Linked DNA regions of Danio rerio: region 1 is linked to region 2. The links are chromatin contacts, called in public Micro-C maps. All regions are on one chromosome and are shown on one strand. The core of a region is the stretch at or near the end of the contact, and the rest is flanking DNA. Distances in the headings are between cores, read along the strand shown.

Region 1 (4,602 bases), core at 1,580-4,079, 640 kb after region 2:
GACCCCCTGCTGGTCTCACTAAAACAACACTTCTGGCAGCAACCTAGCTTTCCCATATGGTCTCCTATCCAGGTACTGACCAGGTGCAGCCCTGCTCAGCTTCAGTGAGTGACCATGTGAGAGTTGCAGAATGCTATCTGTCAGCGAAATGTAAACAGGTGCCACAAAAGCAATGCACTTATTGCTCAGCGTAATTGAGTACACCCCATTTTGAAAATGAATATTTGTACCAATTTCTCAGTCCATATGCACTTAAACAAATCAGATTTATTAAACAGATATATATTTATTCAAATAATATTTTATTTACCAAACATGTTTAGAAATTGAAAGACAATACAATTAAATTCAGGCAAAATATTGCAAAAATTAATTACAACCTACAAAATTTCTCCTTTTTTTTTTTTTTTTTTTGCTTCACTTGATTTTTCCTTTTTATTTACATTTGTATCTAATATTTTTCTATAATAAATTTGGCTGTACTAGTATTTGGACTGTTATTTTGTTAGATAAACTCCAGATTTGGCTTCAGTACTGACTAATCTAATGTATTTGCACAAATATAATATTGTATAACTTCCGATCAAAAATATTAATTTAAAAGATCAATTTGTGAGGGGTGTACTTATATACGCTGGGCACTGTATAATATCTATTTACTGACGCACATTAATAAAAAAAAGAGGAGCAGTGTTTTCTGCAAAACGCCACTGTAAACTTGTATAGCACTGTATTAAGTAGCCATGTAAATAATTGTCAGATGCTAATGCAAACAGGTAGTAATAAATACAGATGCAATGCATTTCAGTATCTGTGCATCCTTGCAGCGCTGCATGAGAAAAGCAAGCAGTTCCATACCTCTTCTAACACGCTGACTGTATTCCTGCAGCTCTGCAAGCGGGTGGTGAAGCTGGATGTAGTGGGAGAGTTGTAATCCTCTGTTGTTTCCGACAGAAACTCCGACACCGATATTTGATCTGGCATCCTAAAGCGTGGGTTCGACCAGAGAATAGATAGAAATGTGCGTTCAGATGACCGATAGCATTAAAATGAGAGAGAAAAAAAACAAATGAACTTCCGAGGCCGTGGAGATGTTGAGCTAACGGTGCGTGAGATGCAGCAGCAGCACGCGCAAAACAAACTACTAGCACGCGCTAAGCGACAATGCCAACATAAAATTCAACGACCTGTTATTTTGGGGTTCGGTCGTTTAAACGGGGACAGGGATGGCACGGTGTTCAGCCTCTCGCCCCTCACTTCAGCTCAGAGTTTATCTGAGTTGTTTAGTTGCGATTCCTACAGCACGCGACGTGAAATGATGCCCACATAACGTTCCCCTCGCGTGATGTTTACGACCGAAACTCTGCTAGTGTCTTAGCAAATGATAATCCCGTGCATTGGTGCCAGTGCATGCGTTCATAGCCCGCTATTTGTCAAACGCCTGATCGCTCTCTGCGTTCAGATCGTGTGAAATGCGCAACGCGGAGTGTGACATCCGCGCGCGCGCACACACACACTCGCGCTCTCTGCTCTACATTCATCCACCCACCCTCTCTGCGCATGCCTCTACTCTCACTAAGCCCACTCATACTGCCTCCGTGGGCAGCGGTCCAGCGGTTGGCATCATCATGTATCTGCAAAATGGTATTTAAAATGTATGTTGCTAGCCTAGCTAGCCTTTTCTTCAAGAAACTGTGAAGAAATGTCACGAGTTTGGTATAAAACAGTGAATTTTATATATCGCTTATTTAAGTTTATACTATGGGCTTCAAACCCATTATAGTTTATGTAAATAATTTAGCCTGTTAAATTAGAAAAGCAACTTAAATAAAATAAATAAAAGTCGGTCAAAATGAGTTTACAAATGTAAAACTGCTTACACTAGATAGGCTGTAGTGTAGGCTACCATGACAAAATAGTCTACTCTTATTGCATTGTCAAACTATGCATTCATTTTTATCTTAATATTTATACAGTAGATACCTGACTGTATAAATGCTATATGTATTATTACTAGTCGTTAATCTGTAATAAATCATAAATTGCAGTGATGAGTTACATTATGTATGTTAGACATGCGACGAGTGCGCCTTCTAAAGGTCAAAGGGTGAAAAGCATGCTAGTTTACTTCAAGTAATTTTATAACGTCGCTTTGACAAATGGAATCTTATCACACAACTGAAGTAACTTCTTCATTATTTACTAGGTACATTTAGACATTAGGTTGTAAATTTAGCTAAAAGCAGCACTTCTTACCTGTTCCATATGGGTTCCTTAGAGGAAAAACTAAGACGAGAGGATGATGACCTCATCATGGCTGCAGCTTGAAGCTTTTTTGGGGAGATAAAAACAAAATAACATTTGAAACGCTCATTTTGTCTACGTTTTGGATTAATGTTGTCACATTTTATAATGTAAAGACACAACTGAAATACCTTCTTGACACTATCCTAACCCTAAAGGTGAAATTTAATTCTTTAAAATATTAGATATAGAAACCATTCTAGGTTTTGTCAGAATTAATATTAAAGTCATTTATATCATTCACTGCATACATTTATGTACTTTCACGAGGTGGCAATGCTTTTAATAATATGAATATGATTATATCAATAACAACATTTATACATTACTTTTTGTACAAGAAATGGTGCTAAAAAAACTGTAACCAGAATCAAAAAAACATATAGAAATAATACATGTGTCATCATATACTCACCAAGATTACTGCAACACACGCTTGTAATTACATTCCAGTTTTGTGCTTTTCATGTTAACCTCAAGTCTTGCTGTCCTCCCTTCTTAAAGGTTTACTGGGTGTTCAGATACTGTCTACTCATGGATCTCTTCCCTTCTCAGAGAGGAAGGGAGAAGCGACCATGTGTGCTGAAAAATAGCCTGTTACAATGGCTACAGGATCCAGAAACTAATGGCTCAGGAACTACGGAAATCCAGGAGACCTGGGACAGGAAATGTGAGATCTGTGTAAACATGTGCCTGCTAAAGCAAAGTACCCTCACATATTATCCTTCAGCTCAGACAGATAGTGATATACCACGCATGGCTTTGTTAAGGATGGAGAGCACAGAGTCATACTTTACTTTATGTTGAAAAACAACACAGGGTTTAGTCATTTAAAACAGTCGATTGAGGCAGTTTAATGTCATTAAAACCACATTAACTTATGCATTTGAATAATTACATTTTTATTTAGCTACACTTTACTTGTTTGGTTCTTTTATGAAAATCCAATAGATAAATAGTGTGATTCATCACCTTAACAGTACACATTTAACCCTTTTCTAAACACTTACTGACTTTTTGTCTAGTCTGTAAATATGTCATTGTCCTGCACTTTTTGTTTTGATATTCCCAGAAGGTTCCTATTTTGTTTAAGGAGAAATACGGTGGCTTCCAGTCACACAGGATTATTTATAGTCAAGGTGGTTGTATTGTCATCATCTAAAAAGGAACTGCAAAGACTAAGGGGTTTCTGTAACCTGGAATTTTCCAACTGTTTTATCTGGAAGTACTACAATTAATAGCAAATATTTTGTCTTTGCTGACTCAGATGGCATTGGAGGGGGTGTGGGAAACTTGGGATCATAGGAGGTTGTCCCTGGATATTTTCTCTGGGCTTGATACTTCTTTTTTTATTTATTTTTTGTTTTTTTGCAAATCTACTGTTCTCAAATCAACACGCAATTTTAGTTTTATTTTTTATATAATTTCATCTGTACCCTTTAAAAAACATGGTTCGTTGCATAGTTTTGTTTAGCAACATATTGTCTTAAATAATTTTTTATAATGTCTTACATTTATATAGCGCTTTACACATTTTTTTGGGGGGGGGGGGGGGTGTTGGAGGAATCTCCTCAGTGTGAGCATCCACCTGGATCACACAAAGGCAGCCATATTTCGCCAGAACACACAACACTCCAGCTGATTGGTGGAGAGGAAATAGAGTGATGAAGCCAGCTGTGATATGGGGATGGTTAGGAGGCCATGATGGACAGAACCCAGTCTGCAAATTTGGCCAGGATGCCAGGGTTAAACCACTACTTTTTTTGAAGGACATCCTGGGATTTTTAATGACCACAGAGAGTCAGGACCTCGGTTTAATGTCTCATCCAAAAGATGGCACTCACTGAGCAGTATAGAGTCCCCATCAATATACTGGGGCGTTAGGACCAACACAGACTGCAGGTTGAGCGCCCCCTGCTGGTCTCAAACACACCACTACAGGAAGCAAGCCAGGTCTCTCATCCATGTTTGACCATGTAAGAGTTGCAGAGAAGTTCTCTATTTATGCTGAAATATTTATTGAGGTCATTTAGAGTTCATTATTTCCCGCTATTTTTTATTCATTCATTTTTCCTTCGGCTTAGTCCCTTTATTCATCAAGGGTCGCCACAGCAGAATGAACCGTCAACTTATCCAGCATATGTTTTACACAGTAGATGCATTTCCAGCTGCAACCCAGTCATGGGAAACATCCATACACACTCATTCATACACACTATAGCCAATTTTCCCGCCTTTTTGTTTTCCAAATCTGTGACTGACAAAGCACCTGCAGCTCATTACTGATTTTCTAGAACT
Region 2 (4,568 bases), core at 1,993-4,492:
CGACAACGACGATGAGGATTTTTATCACCATCAGCAAGGACAGACTCAACCTTCAGCCCCCAGCGAGGACATTTGGAAGAAATTCGAACTGCTGCCCACACCGCCCCTCTCGCCCAGCCGGAGACAGTCGCTCTCCACCGCGGAACAGCTGGAGATGGTCAGCGAGTTCCTGGGAGACGACGTGGTCAGCCAGAGCTTCATCTGCGATGATGCGGACTACTCCCAGTCCTTCATCAAGTCCATCATCATCCAGGACTGCATGTGGAGCGGCTTTTCTGCCGCTGCCAAGTTGGAGAAAGTGGTTTCAGAGAGACTGGCGTCTTTGCACGCGGAAAGGAAGGAACTGATGTCTGACAGCAACTCAAATCGACTAAACGCGAGCTATTTGCAGGATCTGAGCACCTCTGCATCAGAATGCATCGATCCCTCTGTGGTCTTCCCATATCCTCTGACAGAGTGTGGGAAAGCCGGCAAGGTTGCATCACCACAGCCCATGCTGGTCCTGGACACTCCACCTAACAGCTCCAGCAGCAGTGGCAGCGATTCAGGTATGTTATGTCATTTAGATCTCCCCACATCCTGATGTAATGCATGCTCGCGTTTGTAAGTGACCTCTACTTGTCACCGCTGAGGTGGAGCGTGCCGGTCACGGGACTTTATCCTTGTACCCTTGATGCAAGTGGTAGTTGCGTAAGATCCCTCCACCTCCCCCTGTTCGACCCGAGTCAGTTCTGTAGGAAAGGCTGCAATGTTCAAATATCAGCTGATGAGGAAAGTGGGCGGGGACTGGAATGCAGAGATTTCACACCCCCCCTTACCCCACCCATTGTGGAAAGCCACTTGCCAAATTCCGTTGTATTCACTCTGCTGTGTAATGTTGGGACGTTTTTTGCAAGGTAATAATAATTAACATTTTTTAAAATTCAATTGCAGAAGATGAAGAAGAAGAGGATGAGGAGGAGGAAGAAGAAGAGGAGGAGGAAGAAGAGGAGGAAGAGGAGGAAGAAATTGATGTGGTGACTGTGGAAAAGCGACAGAAAAGGCACGAGACGGATGCTTCAGAGTCGAGGTACCCCAGTCCCCTAGTTTTGAAGCGCTGTCACGTCTCCACCCACCAGCACAACTACGCCGCCCATCCGTCAACGCGGCATGACCAGCCTGCTGTCAAGAGGCTACGACTTGAGGCTAGCAACAATCACAGCATCAACAGCAGCAGCAGCAGCAACAGGCATGTGAAGCAGCGCAAGTGTGCGAGTCCTCGGACATCGGATTCTGAGGACAATGACAAACGCAGGACTCACAATGTGCTGGAGCGACAGCGCAGGAATGAACTCAAACTCAGCTTTTTCGCGCTACGGGATGAGATCCCTGAGGTCGCGAATAACGAGAAAGCTGCTAAAGTGGTTATCCTAAAGAAGGCGACAGAGTGCATCCACAGCATGCAGTTGGACGAGCAGAGGCTGCTGTCCATCAAAGAACAGCTGAGGCGAAAGAGCGAACAGTTAAAACACAGGCTTCAGCAGCTGCGGAGTTCACATTAATGAATCTGTGTCACAAGCGAAAAGACTTTCCAAGAACTCCCACCCCCTGCTTTTTTATGCAAGACTGTTGCTGTGTATAGTTTGAACGTTGCATGTCAAATGCATTTTTTTTTTTCCTTTTGAATATTGTCAACTTTTTTCATGTTTGAAACTGCCAGTTTGGTTGGAAACTACAAGTTTGTTCAAGTAATTTGTATTTAAGGGATTTATTTTTATTAATAAAATAAGAAAAATATAGGGCTGCGCAGCCCTAGATTAAAATGTTTTTGTAAGTTTTTGTATATAACGAATTAATATTTCCTAAGAAAAATATTTTTGAACCTGTATTAGCTATGTGTTCTCATAAACCATATTCGTTTTCAATGTTTTCACTCAATCATAAAGGAATTTCTTTCTGAACTTGACTCTCTTGGTCTCATTATACACACAGATTAGACACTATTGAAATGTTTGTAGAGTGTTTATTCAGAAAAAATAGCTAAGTAATGTATAATACTGCATTTTGTTTACAACGAAAAGATGCCTGTCCAAAATGTTATGTGGGATTGCTGCATGAAATACACAGACAATACTTAAAAGCATGATTAAAGAATATAAATACTTGCATCCCTGCATCAAGATGAACTTGACCCCCCTCTGATTTGGCATTCAGAAGTCAAAAATGAAAGCTATTGAAATGTATGTTGTGGACCGTTTTGCCTGCAGGAGAAGTCCCTTTCAGGTGATTTAACGAAGCTGAGTCATTAAGATCTCTCAATCATGTCTAGAAGCAAGGCTCAGAGCATCTGCTATGGATGTGGCAAAGCTCTGTTAATGCAGTCTGAGCTGCAAACCACTCAGAAATCAGTGCAGCAGCTATGGAGACATAATTAAACAGTGTGAGAATTATAGCCTTGATTTCTTTAAACACATTTTAAAACTATATGTTGTGGTTCAGCTTAAGCAAGCTTTTCAGATCTTCTATTTATTTAATATATAAATTAATAAGCAGTACAAGCGTTAAATGTTTATTACATGTACGCAAGCTATTTCAGTTCCTGATTGACAAATTTAGCCTTCTGCAAAAAGTAATATATTACAATCTGTTGTCACTTAAAAAATAAATAAAAACTAAATAAAATAAATAAAATATTTTATTTAACTAAAATAAATAAAACTTAACTAAATATTTTAATGACTTTTTAAGGCCTAATGTGAATATAAATGTGCTATGTTGTTTTATGGTAATATTTTTTTTCTTTTTTTTAAAGAGATAAGGTTGACCTAAAATTGTAATATATTACTTTTTTTCCCCAACACTGGCAAAATGTAAACACAAGAAATAACCACTGCTACTGTGCTTACTACTAAAGCTAACCACAACCATTATTTTAATGAAGTGGTCAGACGCCACCATCTATATTGTCCCATAATTCTCACCATGTGTGGACACATGGTGATTGAAATGATTATAGTGTTTTCATATCCATAAAAATATAAATATCATGTATCAATATGAGAAGCTAATCAATGAGCATGATTGTCGCAGCAAGGCTCCTGCTTTGTCCCTTCTTTAAACGCTCAGTGTTTGTCTCCTGCATGACGATACTTCCACACTGACTACACAAAGCTGTGATTTTTCCCCGACTCCGCTGTATTGGGTCTGCGTGACGTCATCGACTGTATGACTGTACGCAGCGCGTGCCGCGGAGCGCGTGCTCTGAGCACATGGAAGAGGGCTCGAGACGAAGTATCCAAAGAATAACTCCACACCTGAAAGGGAATATCTGCAGAAACCGAATCAATTCTGGAACAAAAGAGGGTAGGTGCTGTATTCTTTTCCAATACTGTGCGTTATAATTTTGTTTTAGAGCCTCACGTGTTCATGCTGCACAAACTGATGCTTTGACAATAGACATATGTGCTTGTTATTATATGTATTCAGACGTTAGCCGTTTCATAATGTTTATTCACATTATTTCCAGTTTTCATAATGTTTTATGTATCTATTATTACTGCCTATCTAAGATTTGATTGTGTCATTGTAACACTTATAGACTATTATCTTTTATGTTCTTTGTTTTATGCTGTTATGTGTACCAAACCAATATAAGAGAATGTATGAACACCTCAGATCACACATATACTTAATAATGTTTAATATATGACAAAAAAAGCAAAATCAAACGGTTCTTAAGTAAGCATTTGCAATGTGTTTGCTTTGATTGAGCTCCTTTTGTCTATCAGATAAGTATTGCAGCCACATTGCACCACAACATCTTCACTGTTTTAAATAAAATTGTATATATATATATATATATATATATATATATATATATATATATATATATATATATATATATATAAATGATTGCTCCTGCATTAAAATATTGTTTTTGTGTCTCAGTAAGCTGCAACATATAACGGCTATTAAGTATATTAGGTGTTCTAATAAATGTTTAAAAGTATTCTGCATTAATACGTTCATATTCCATATTAATTAAGCATGATTCCTCACCAACAAGGTTATAATCGACCATACAGCATGCATTTATTGTTTCCATGCACGGAATATCCATTGCGTTCTCTTGTTTTTGATTTGATTTTAAACATGTGTGCTTTAAATGTTCATATGGACTTAAAAATACAATCATTTTTTATTTTCTGTATATTGTCAGCTGACATATGTATGCAGAAACCTTGCAAAAGTGTACAGGTGTGGTGCACAGATTTTGATGTACAGCTTCACGTTTTAGTCTGTAACAGTAAACGCCTAGTATGAAAACAGCAAGCAAGAGAAACACAATTAATTACTTTATGCTCTTAAAAATACATCACAGCAAATGTTAGCAGTGACTTGTAAGCAGAAAAGAAACTGGTTTCTCTGGCTCATCCTTCTCTAGGGTCACATGATTCCCTTTGGCAATGGCAGAATACGTCTGACTGAGGGAGGTAGACCACACACTAATACACAGTCGAGGTCTGTCCTGGCCTTGGGGTTAGTCTGAAACACAGACACAAATTGCAGTCTTAAAACCCTGTTTAACA

What was found. A called contact is a pair of places that touch in the nucleus more often than the background predicts.
Region 1: a Micro-C map of caudal fin shows a contact between it and region 2, with 5 times the contacts expected there. The contact joins the promoter of asap1b here to the promoter of si:ch211-69l10.2 in region 2. A contact is called at or near these places in 1 of 18 Hi-C or Micro-C datasets (caudal fin) and 1 of 4 datasets of contacts at active chromatin or transcription factors (embryo).

The regions. Positions count from the first base shown.
Region 1 is chr24:11,406,315-11,410,916 of GRCz12tu, forward strand. It overlaps asap1b (ArfGAP with SH3 domain, ankyrin repeat and PH domain 1b), which reads right to left and starts at 2,830. Exons shown (of 30, transcript XR_012399724.1): 1 at 2,720-2,830; 2 at 2,257-2,330; 3 at 859-985.
Region 2 is chr24:10,770,507-10,775,074 of GRCz12tu, forward strand. It overlaps si:ch211-69l10.2 (a long non-coding RNA gene), which reads left to right and starts at 3,243. Exons shown (of 3, transcript XR_223045.6): 1 at 3,243-3,342. myca (MYC proto-oncogene, bHLH transcription factor a) reads left to right here. Exons shown (of 3, transcript NM_131412.1): 2 at 1-548; 3 at 934-1,940. The coding sequence ends at 1,541.